2 separate regions of the Gossypium hirsutum genome follow, and region 1 is linked to region 2. A link is a contact called in public Hi-C data. All regions are on one chromosome and are shown on one strand. Each heading gives the region's core, a stretch centred on a gene start, on an enhancer-like site or on the middle of the called end of the contact. The rest is flanking DNA. Distances are from core to core; before and after follow the strand shown.

The links. A called contact is a pair of places that touch in the nucleus more often than the background predicts.
Region 1: a Hi-C map of leaf shows a contact between it and region 2, with 2.0 times the contacts expected there. The contact joins the promoter of LOC107932254 here to the promoter of LOC107931875 in region 2. A contact is called at or near these places in 2 of 34 Hi-C or Micro-C datasets (callus and leaf).

Annotation. Positions count from the first base shown.
Region 1 is chrA12:5,847,417-5,852,612 of Gossypium_hirsutum_v2.1, forward strand. LOC107932254 (NAC transcription factor 29-like) reads right to left here and starts at 1,670. Exons shown (of 3, transcript NM_001327347.1): 1 at 1,475-1,670; 2 at 1,118-1,386; 3 at 532-1,003. The coding sequence starts at 1,658. The coding sequence ends at 581.
Region 2 is chrA12:5,472,501-5,477,956 of Gossypium_hirsutum_v2.1, forward strand. LOC107931875 (serine/threonine-protein kinase BSK1) reads left to right here and starts at 4,060. Exons shown (of 10, transcript XM_016863842.2): 1 at 4,060-4,619; 2 at 4,714-4,849; 3 at 5,087-5,220; 4 at 5,335-5,440. The coding sequence starts at 4,296.

The DNA.
Region 1 (5,196 bases), core at 420-2,919, 370 kb after region 2:
GAAATATTTATGAAAAAGGCTTTAAAATATTATCAAATAATATTCAAATGCTATAAAATAAAACTTATTTTGTCAAAATAAATTTAAAATTTTAAAACAAAAAATTAATATAAAACAATTAAAAACCAAATCAAATTATCATATATGATTTAAAATTTTAAAAAAATACCGAACGAATCAAACCGGCATTATCCCTAAAATAGATTAAGGAACCTTTACAAAGGCAAGACCATCACGCAACTGATACCCTTTCATTTCCCATTGAACCACATAGGCCCATCAATCATCATTCTTCTCAGTTTATCTTTGGGTTGCTTTTCTTCCGAATCCAAAGACAATCTTACCAAGGCTGGCCCATAATTAAACATTTTCAAGGTTCAATCAATTCGATGTAGAACATGTGTGCCTTTTTTTTTTTTTTCATTTAAAGCTTGAACACAGTAAAAGAAATGGTCATCCAAAACTTCAATGTGAGCCGAGGGGCCCCAACCAAGTACCGAGATATAGCAGTAGCTGATTAAAGCTTATTTACAACATCAGAGTCTAAATTAAGCTTGGCTTGGCAAAGTAACTTAGGGTATTAGAAATTCAGGATGTTTGCATATGGTGTCAGATTCTGAAACCAAGGGCTATTTAGCTGAGTCCAGAATTGATCCTGGGTCCAGTCATTTATAATTTTGGGCAATTGAAGCTCTGCCAATTTTTCATTGCCTACAGGAAAATGCAGAGATGGTGGAGAAACTTTGTTCTCCTTTGCTATTCTATCTTTTTTCTCTTCCACCAGTTCTTTTTCTTCTTCAATTTCTTTCTTGAAGAATTCTCTGGTTTCAGAAATTGATGGCACCAAATCTTCTTTTGGGTTGCAAAAGGAGATGGTCTGTAAGGATGACAATGGAGATGAAGTTGTTGTGTTCGTTGCCTTCAACTCTTCCTCCAATGCTGCTCTTTGCTCCAGTACTTTCAAGGAGGTAGCTTTCCTGTATATCTTGCACAAAACTATGTCCTGTATTCAATCATAGAAGAATAAGACCCAAGACCTTCCATTTAAGTCTGCTAATGTAATTTAAGCAATCCTGTTTCAATGCAAATTAACTTTTTTTTAAAAAAAAAAAGCTACCTTAGGCAAGGAGCAACCATCTGGGAGGCGATACTCGTTCATGACCCAATCAGTCTTGTTTCCTCGTGGAGCTCTCCCTTTATAGAAAACAAGAGTCTTTTTCAGGCCAGTTATCCGCTTTGGATCTGATAAGCTCACAATTTTCCGGTCAGAACCAGTGGCTTTCCAGTACCCATTTTCAGTCGTCCGGTTTGGTCTCCCTCCATTGCCATGCTTCCTATCTCTAGGCACAAAGAAATACCATTCCCTCTCCCCAATCTTCGACAATCCTATAAAAAAAAACATCCGAATCAGACATATATATTAAACAATCATATTTTCCTATGTGGTTAAACAAACAAATGAACACTTATGTACCAGGCAAATCAGAGGGATCATGGTGATAAATGTTGAGAAATCCAATTACATCATCACGCAACTTGTTACCGTAAATCATGTTTTTGAGGTAAAAACCAAGGAGTTCTTCCTCTGTTGGATGGAATCGAAAGCCCGGAAGTTCCATCTCTAGGGTGGTATCATCAGAATTGGATTGGCAGTTCATTGAGGTATAAGTATTTTTACAGGGTTTCAGTTTGGCTTAATATTGAAAATGAAATTAAAAGAAAAAGAATGTGATTTTGCATGCAAAAGACACCGGCTTGGGTGGATATTTATAAGGATGCTAGATGAAATTGCTGATTTATAAATGTTTTGGACAAGTGAAAAATCTGTTTAAAATGTTGTGATGAAAAAGCTTCAAAATTAAGACCAAGTCATCACCAAAGAAAATCATGAAAGAACCTAAAAGTATCTGTACAAAATGGAAACTGAAGTCTTTAACAAATGGTGGAACCCACACGCTTATACACAATAAAGTCGCAATTGATTAATCTTTGCTAGATTTGTGTGAGGTAGACGATGACTGATTTCTCAGGTCTTCCTTGACCTCCTTTTTCTTTTTTCGCCTTTTATTTTTGTGTATGTGGACTTTTGCTTGGAAATTCCAAGCCATAATAGTAAGGTTTTTGCAAGGAAATTTCTACCAAAAACTTCGATCTTTGAAATAATATGAGATAAGTAGATTCTAGTTCAGTGAGAAAGCTAGAAATTTTCGAAATTGAATTATAAAATTTTTAAAAGGTAAAATGTTTTACTATAAATTAATTTATTATTTTTAAAAAGGCTAAATTAAATATTTTTATTTTAAGAGAATTAAAGTACAATTTATATAGATTAACTTATATTTTTATTATTTTTAAAAAGACTAAATTAAATATTTTCATTTTTAAGGGAACCAAAGTTACTATTAGCTCGCCTCTAGTTGTTCTTTCTGTAACGTCCCAAATTTCTTATTTTTGCTTCTATAAGATTTTAATATAATTGTGTATTTGTTTCAGTAGTTAGGTTTTTTAGGTGTGTATGAGAGGTCTTGGGTTCAAGTCTCACCTTTGCTAAATTTTGGTTATTTTTTGATACAAGCCTTACTTTTGTTCAGTGGGCTTATATTTAATTATCTGTAAAATTATATTAGAATGAGTCTATTGATTCAAGTGGTAAGAAGGTTTGTATGTTGGAGGTCTTGTGTTTGAATCTTAGCATGGACGTGGGTATTATATTTTGCTTGGCCTTGGGTCAGGGTTTCAGTGGTGTGGGTTTCTAAGGAAGTTGAGATTTGGTAGTCATCTTTTTGTTAATTTTATTCTTTATTTTCTTTCCCCCAAAAACTTCTGATGTTTTTCTTCTTCTAAATCAAAAAAAAAATCTCCAAATTTCTTTCTTTTATCTTCTTTACTCTCTGACGAAAATTATTAAACTCTTTTCTTCTGTTCTCCGTCTCTGCCTCTAATCCTTGCTTTTGTACGCCTTGAACCATTGATTTCGGTTTAATCGGTAAGTTAGCTTGCGGTGGCATTCTTTAATTGTTGATTTCTAAAGGTTGAATCTTTGTGATATCTTATGCGTAGGAGAAGTGGGTGAAACAACAGATTCTATTCAACGGTCGAATTGATGTGAGTAAATGCGTGTGTTGGTGGTAAGTGTATGCACATCTTTAGGTTTATTTTTGAAGGGTTGTGAGTTGTTGGCTAAATTTGTTGTGGGTATTCTGTTTTTAGGTCTCGGAGTGCTCAGGAGTGTTGTTGCATCGAGATGATATCAGGTGTGTACCCGAAACACAGAAAACAAAGCTTCGGCAAAAGCCAAAAAAAAGAAACTGTCGACGCCACACGGGCTTGTGGTTGCCCCGTGTGGTAGGCCATGTGCGAATACACAGCCGTGTGGTCAACGAAGGCATGGTCGTGTGCAGCACACGGTCGTGTAGTGGCTCGAGTGTGGCCGTGTGGGCCACACGGGCAACACCAATTTGGGCGCGTGGGCCACTTGGGCGAGTGGGCCCACACGGGTAAACACACGAGCGTACGGATTCTGGGCCAGGCCGTTTGGGCGACACGGGCAAGGCCAATCTGGGTGTGTGGGCCATACGGGCGTCTAGGCTCGTTATACTGAAATTTTTCGTAGGGTAGCACAGGTCGTCCTAATCGACTGTGGGCTTACTGTAGGGTCTGTAAAGGCTTGCTAAACCCTAAAACTATGTGGTCTGTTAGACTGAAACACTATTCTGAGTATGATTATGTCATGCATATCTGTTATTTTTTTATGTAAGCGTGTTAAATTTTGTACGTATGCTCTGTAATTGTTTTGATGTGGGATTTGTATATGAAAAGGAAGTATTCTGATCGGCGTTAAACGCTTATATTCTGGAAACTTGACTACATATTATATTTGATATGTGTTTTAATGACACAATGTGGTGTGTAGGGATGAGTAGGTGTTTTTAACCCCACATAGTGTGATAGGATGAATGAGAAGGTATGTAGAGGATGAGGGTAGGATTATGCATATCTGTATCTGATTCTACTACTTTATCTGAAAAGGACATGATGTCCGTATCTGTATCTGTACTAGTTCTATATATGATGATTGTATGCTTGCATGCTTAATTTTATTGGGTTACACACTAAGTTTACGTAAACTCAAATCTGCTTGTTTGTTTGTCAAGTAATCCACAGTTTTAGGCAGATCGGTGCAGCGGGACTCAGCGGTGACCACTTTTTTCGTAAAATTGATTAAAGTTGGTTTTTATTTATATTTTTGGTAATCATTTGAGAGTTGGTAAATTTTGGGACTCTCTAGACTGTTTGATTTTTAACTGGTCATTTCTGATTTAATTGCTTTGGTAAAACGTTTTATTGGAAACAACGGTTTTATGCAAAGAATATTTTTCTAAAAATATAACTGCGTTTTCAAACACGAATGATTAAAGCTTCCGCTGTAATAAGTAATTGACAAATAAACTGTTAAAATAATGTTTTCTGTATTAAACACAAAGGAATGTGGGTTTTATAATCAACTCAACCCGTTTTCAAAATCTTTCCATGTGACATCTTCGGATTCAGTCATTTAGTCTAGGCCGGGTTTGGGGTGTTACACTTTTAGTCTTCTAATCTTTTACAATTAAAATTGAGTTGAATTAATTATTCTTGCTACTTGTTTCTTTCTAAATATTAAGAATATAAAAGTATTTTATGTAGGAGAATGTTTATATACAATTATTACAATTCTAAAGAATAAAATACAATAATAGAGATTGAAGAGAAAATTAAGTCACATTTTTTAAATGAGAAGATACACTTTCATAATAATCCATACAATAAATCTAGTCATTGAACACTTTGGTAACATGCACACATTAGAAAATAGAAGTTTCACCAAAATATGGCTTTTTTACCAAAATATTATAAAATAAAATAAAAAATTCGAAAATGGTATCCCACCCTGATTAATTACGGGAATAGACTATTTGGGGGTGGAAGGTGGTGCAGGGGCCACACCACCTATTTTTTCTGACAGTGGTAGAAATCAATTGACCAAAAAAAAATTATATTGATGGAGAGTAGCTAGTTGGCGACACCAAAATAACCCGTATAACCCAACACAACCTAAGAACTGGTGGTGCCTACCTGACAGGCGACACCAAAACCTAAAGGTAAACAAATCATTTCTAATCAGAAACTTGACGACTGCTTAGTTTTAGAGATTAA
Region 2 (5,456 bases), core at 2,810-5,309:
ATGTTTAAAAAAATGATTCAAAGGTAAGTTTGAATTCTTCGAGTACTTACTAAGCTTTCATTAGCTTAATGCATTTGTTTTCTAACGCGTAGGTTGAAGTTTCTTGTAGATTTTTTTTGGTGTGGCCATCCTCAATTACATCTCATTACAAAGGAAAAACTTGGAGAGTATGAATCTATTATTTTGGTATTTAGAGTGACATGTACATATGATTGGAACCATTTGAATGGATTTTGCATGTTAATAGTGGTTCCAAAGCTATGTTATGCTCTTTTGTTACTATTTTGAACTTGAGATGCTTGGTGGCTATGAGTTATCCTTGAAACTAGTGATATTTGGATGGAATTTTGAGGTTTTAATATGTTTGTAAATGTTGGGAATTGATTGGTATACGTTTGAAAATGTTTGATATTTGATAAGTGCATATTTCTCTAACTATTTGTGATATTTCTCCCTTTGAATTATACTATTTTTTTTCTAATTATATTATTTATACTTATATTTTATTTATTATTGTTTTAGGAAATAATTGGAGAAAAAAGAGCTTTAAAGTTTGTTTTGACAAGTTTTTGTGGTTTGGACTTTCAACACAGTGTAATATCTATATTTTGGTCATAACTTGAGCTACAAATGTCTGTTTTGAGCCTATAATGTACCGATTCGAAGGGAATTAAAAGATCTAACTAAATTTATTTCATGGCAGAAGGCCAAAAATTTCAAGAAGATGCACAAAATAGCCTAGAAGTTTGACACAAAAATTGTCAAAATATCTAGAAAAATTATGCCTTATGTAATTAAGGGAACTTTTATACTTTCTCCATTATATTATTTCCCCCCTATAAATAGACATTATTATGGGGAGATTTAGACTTGTTCTTAGTTTTATTTTGTTTTCTTTATTTTATGGGTTTTTAAACTTGATTTTCTAGTCAATGGTTTTATCGAAGTTTGATTCAAATTTTGTGAGATTTAAGCGCTTAAGTCTTTTTTTTTTGGTATTCATACATCTTCTATTATAATTACAACTGCTCAAGTTTATTAAATATGTAACCAATACTTGATAGCTTAGAATGGTTGTCTTATCAATTATAATAATTAAATTCGTAATTATTTAATTTATTCTAATACTAGTGACAAATTGCATAACCCACTTATGTTGTAGTTTATGATTATGTAGTGTGGATGTGTGATCTAACTTAAATAAACCCTACTGATGTGAGTTTGTTGGTTAGAATTAGGTCATTATAGTTCTTAATGCTGTTGGTAAGTTAAATCTTGGGCACTGAGTTATAGGGTTATTTATCGGTTAGGAAATTAATTTCAAACAAGCTGCCTCTTGGTTACCGAACAGGTAATGAGAGATCGGTTTCCCAACACCAAGTCAACAACAAGAACTAATTTGTTAAAGGCATTGAAGTTATTTTTCGTCAATGATCGACGGAGATATTACTTTTGACTATAGTTTTTCCTTATTAATTTTATTTTATTTTATTTTACGACCCCTTTTTACTTTCTTTTAATTTTAAACCCCTTTATTTTTATTTTTATTAATGAAATAGAATTATCATTATTCTCTGTGGATATAATCCTACTTGCTGTTATAAACTAATTTATATTTTTAAATAGGTTTTTTATTCTATTTTTGTAGGTCTTGATAGTCTAACAATATTGAATTTGACAATTTTGACAGCATTGTCATGACAACGTCAATATTGTTGTCGCAACAACGATGGCTCTCTTTATTTTCTTTCAACAGTGAGGCTATTGTCACGTCAAAGTTTTCTTTTTGTTGTTGTTGTTGCAACAAAGAGGTCATTGAATACCCTTGGCAAGACAATGCCTTTCGGTTGTCACGACAAGGACCCTTCTCGTACTTTTTTGCAAGTCACTTGAGTTTCTTATATTTCCTTCATTCGTTTTGACTTCTAATCACGACCAAATCGTAAGGGATGCTTAGAAATGATTTGTAATACCTCAAATAAGCTTATATAAGTTGAAATGAAGTGTGCAAAGTGAAGCTAGAATTGTAGTGACTTAAAGCTCAAGTGTGGCATTTGTTGCTTGGGTTATTGGTAAAAACTTGAGTAAAGAGTGTTACAATAGGTAAGGTTGAGTTGTTCGGGTGGTTGAGAAATATGTCATTGATCTTAAGCAGAGACGTGCATAGTGGAGTAGTTCCCCTAATGAGACATGTTATTAGTGAGGGTGGTGTTTTGGCGAAACATGTGTAACAATTATCAATTGTTGGTGAGGGACAAACAATTCTCCCTACAGGGTGAAGATCGTGAGGAGAGAAGGTAGTGGTTAAGGTACTATAATGAAGAGTTGGAAGGAGAGGAAGGATGAAAGAGATATAGGCAAAGAGCTAGGAAATATGTGTATATATATATATGATTGACCTCTCAATGTCACGTGTCCTCTCATGATAGGTAGGCCTATCATTTAGTGATTCCTTATTAGGTTGGCAATATGATGGGGTTACAAGGTATAAGGATGAAAGTAATAACCACCTTGTTGGTATGGTTGAGTCGTATGAGCCTTAGTCCTAGGCAAAGGACATGCAAGGCGAAATAGTTCCCTTGACGAGGCATGTTATTTGTGCATGTGATATGATGAAGGTGACTTTTGATAGAGTATATGTAACAATATTCGTAAAATCATTAATAACGATATTTAACACAATACTTTTACTATAAATTATATATTATTAATAAAATATATTACAATTTTAACCTTAGACTCCAAAGCTACTGATGTTATACGATAAAATAGACTAATTAAATAACATCTAAGCTCATTTTTGAAGACTTTTTAACAAAAATTTTTATACCTACTTTGGTTACTAGTGTAATAATATCATAAAAAACTTATTTATTACATATATATTACAATAGTTTTTTATAAGGTGAAGGATAGTTAGTACAATTTTAAACTTAAAACTAGAAATATGAGTGAAATCTCTAGAAAAAATAAAACCTCTTCAAAATAAGTAAAAAATATTCCTTTATCTTTGAAAAAAATAAATCATGGGAATAACTAAATATATGAAAATTTTATTCACAAAATTTGTTAATACAGAATTATAATAGTCATTAACAAAATCCTTTCGCAATTTTGTTAGGAAGTTGCTGGTTATTGTTTAAATAAACCCAAGGTGGTAGGCTTTAAAAACGGACAAACTTTGGTCTGAAGTGGTTACTTACCCAACAGCGAATAGATTGTTCTTTCATACTATATTATTTTGTTAATTAGTCTTCTTTTCCCAGCTGGAAAATGAAAGAAAGAAAGCTGTTTATTTAATGTTCTTGCTTTAAAAAATTGCCATGACCTCACATCTAGACACTGCCACATCATCATCTTCATTTGATGGGTTAGCTATTGGTGGAGACCAGAGAATATATGCTTTCTCCATTATTTCAATGCTTAAATCTGTTGTTATATTCTCATAAAATCTAATTTTAAGTATCTAAAAACAATGAAAATCTTACTATATTTATTAATTTGTTCAAAATAATACATTATGTATAAAAAAATTTGAGTTTTTTTTCGACCGAATACGAGTTTAGCTCGTATTATATTGCAAAAGTTGAATTTCAGTTTAAAATTTTGGAGGTATATGAGGTAAGGAATTATATAAAAAGAAATTATGACATGAATTAAACTAATGGAACATCAATGTGCAAGTTTGGCTGTAAATAAGAGATTAATTTGTTGACCCCTAAACCAAATAAATCTCAACTCAACCATATATATATATATATGTTTCTTGTAGGAGTTGTTGGTTCAATGAACTCTTCCAGTCTTTGGGTTTTTTCGTATGAAAATTACGTCGAATTTAACAATTTACAGTGAGAAACACAATCTGAAGAAAAAACAATAAAAAAAAAACAGTGTGAACTGAAATTAATATAATATATCTTGAAATTAACAACGTTTTATGAGTGAATTATTATTTAACCTGAGTAGCAACTGAGTAATTTCCCAGGGGCTACATTAAAAAAAAAAAAAGAAAGGGACTGCAAACTATAAATATCACTGTCTTAAAGTTGGAAATGATGAACTCCTTTATTACTGCAAGAAATTAAAACAATGTAAATCTTGTAATAAGGAAAGTTAGCAGTGCAGCAGCCCTCACACCACAAGCACACGAGCAGCCATTAAAACGAGTAATAACAAAGACAAAAGCCCAAATAGATTCTACTCTTAAGTTCTAAACCCATTTTTGTTCTTTTCCTTTTTTGTTGTTCATTTTTTTTCCTGTGAGAAGTAAAAGAGAGATTCCAGAAAGCTGAATTATGGGTTGTTGTCAATCATCTTTTCAAACAGAGACTCACCCAGAAAAAGACCAGACCCAACAACAACAGGAGCCACAGAACCTTAGCCAATCAAGTCCGGGTGCCGTAGCCGACCCGGCTGTTACTAATGGAGTCCCTTCTTTCTCAGAGTTCTCCTTGGCTGACCTGAAAGCGGCCACCAATAATTTCAGTTCAGATAACATCGTTTCTGAAAGTGGGGAAAAGGCTCCTAACCTTGTTTATAAAGGTCGTTTGAAGAACAGGAAATGGATTGCTGTTAAGAAGTTTACTAAGATGGCTTGGCCTGACCCCAAACAGTTTGCGGTATTATTTCTTCATTGTTTTTGATTTAATGTTTTTTTCTCAGTATTTTTTTTTTGGTTAGATATTTGAAGTGGGTTTTTATGGATTTGGTTAGGAGGAAGCTTGGGGAGTAGGGAAGTTGAGACACAAGAGGCTGGCAAATTTGATAGGATATTGCTGTGATGGAGATGAAAGGCTGCTTGTTGCTGAGTACATGATAAATGATACTCTTGCTAAGCATTTGTTTCACTGTCAGTTCTCATTCTCCATAAATTTTTGTTTTAGTTTCTTGGTAATTTAATGAGTTCCTGTAATCCATATAGAACTTATAAGCTATGCTAGAGGTAGATTTTTCTTAGTAAGTTTGATATAAAGGGTAACATTCTTTGATCTTTTTCCTTTACTAGTTACATGCTTGTAAGTTGAATATATATCTGGACCTTCTGATTATCTCAGGCTAAGTTTGGATCTTTGTTCACATTATACAGGGGAAAATCAAACCATCGAGTGGGCAATGCGATTAAGAGTAGCTTTCTGCATTGCTGAGGCTTTAGATTATTGTAGTAGTGAGGGTCATCCATTATATCATGATCTAAATGCTTACCGGGTTATTTTTGATGAGGTATTGTCTCTTGAATTTGAGAATGCTTATTATGTATAGGCCTTTTTCCTCTACTTTCTCTATGATTAACTATCAGTGGGCCAGTAATTGATTTCTTTCTAATGGATTTTGTAGGATGGTGATCCACGTCTTTCATGTTTTGGCCTGATGAAAAATAGCAGGGATGGAAAAAGTTATAGTACTAATCTTGCCTACACACCTCCAGAGTATCTTAGAAATGGTAATTCCTTTGCTAA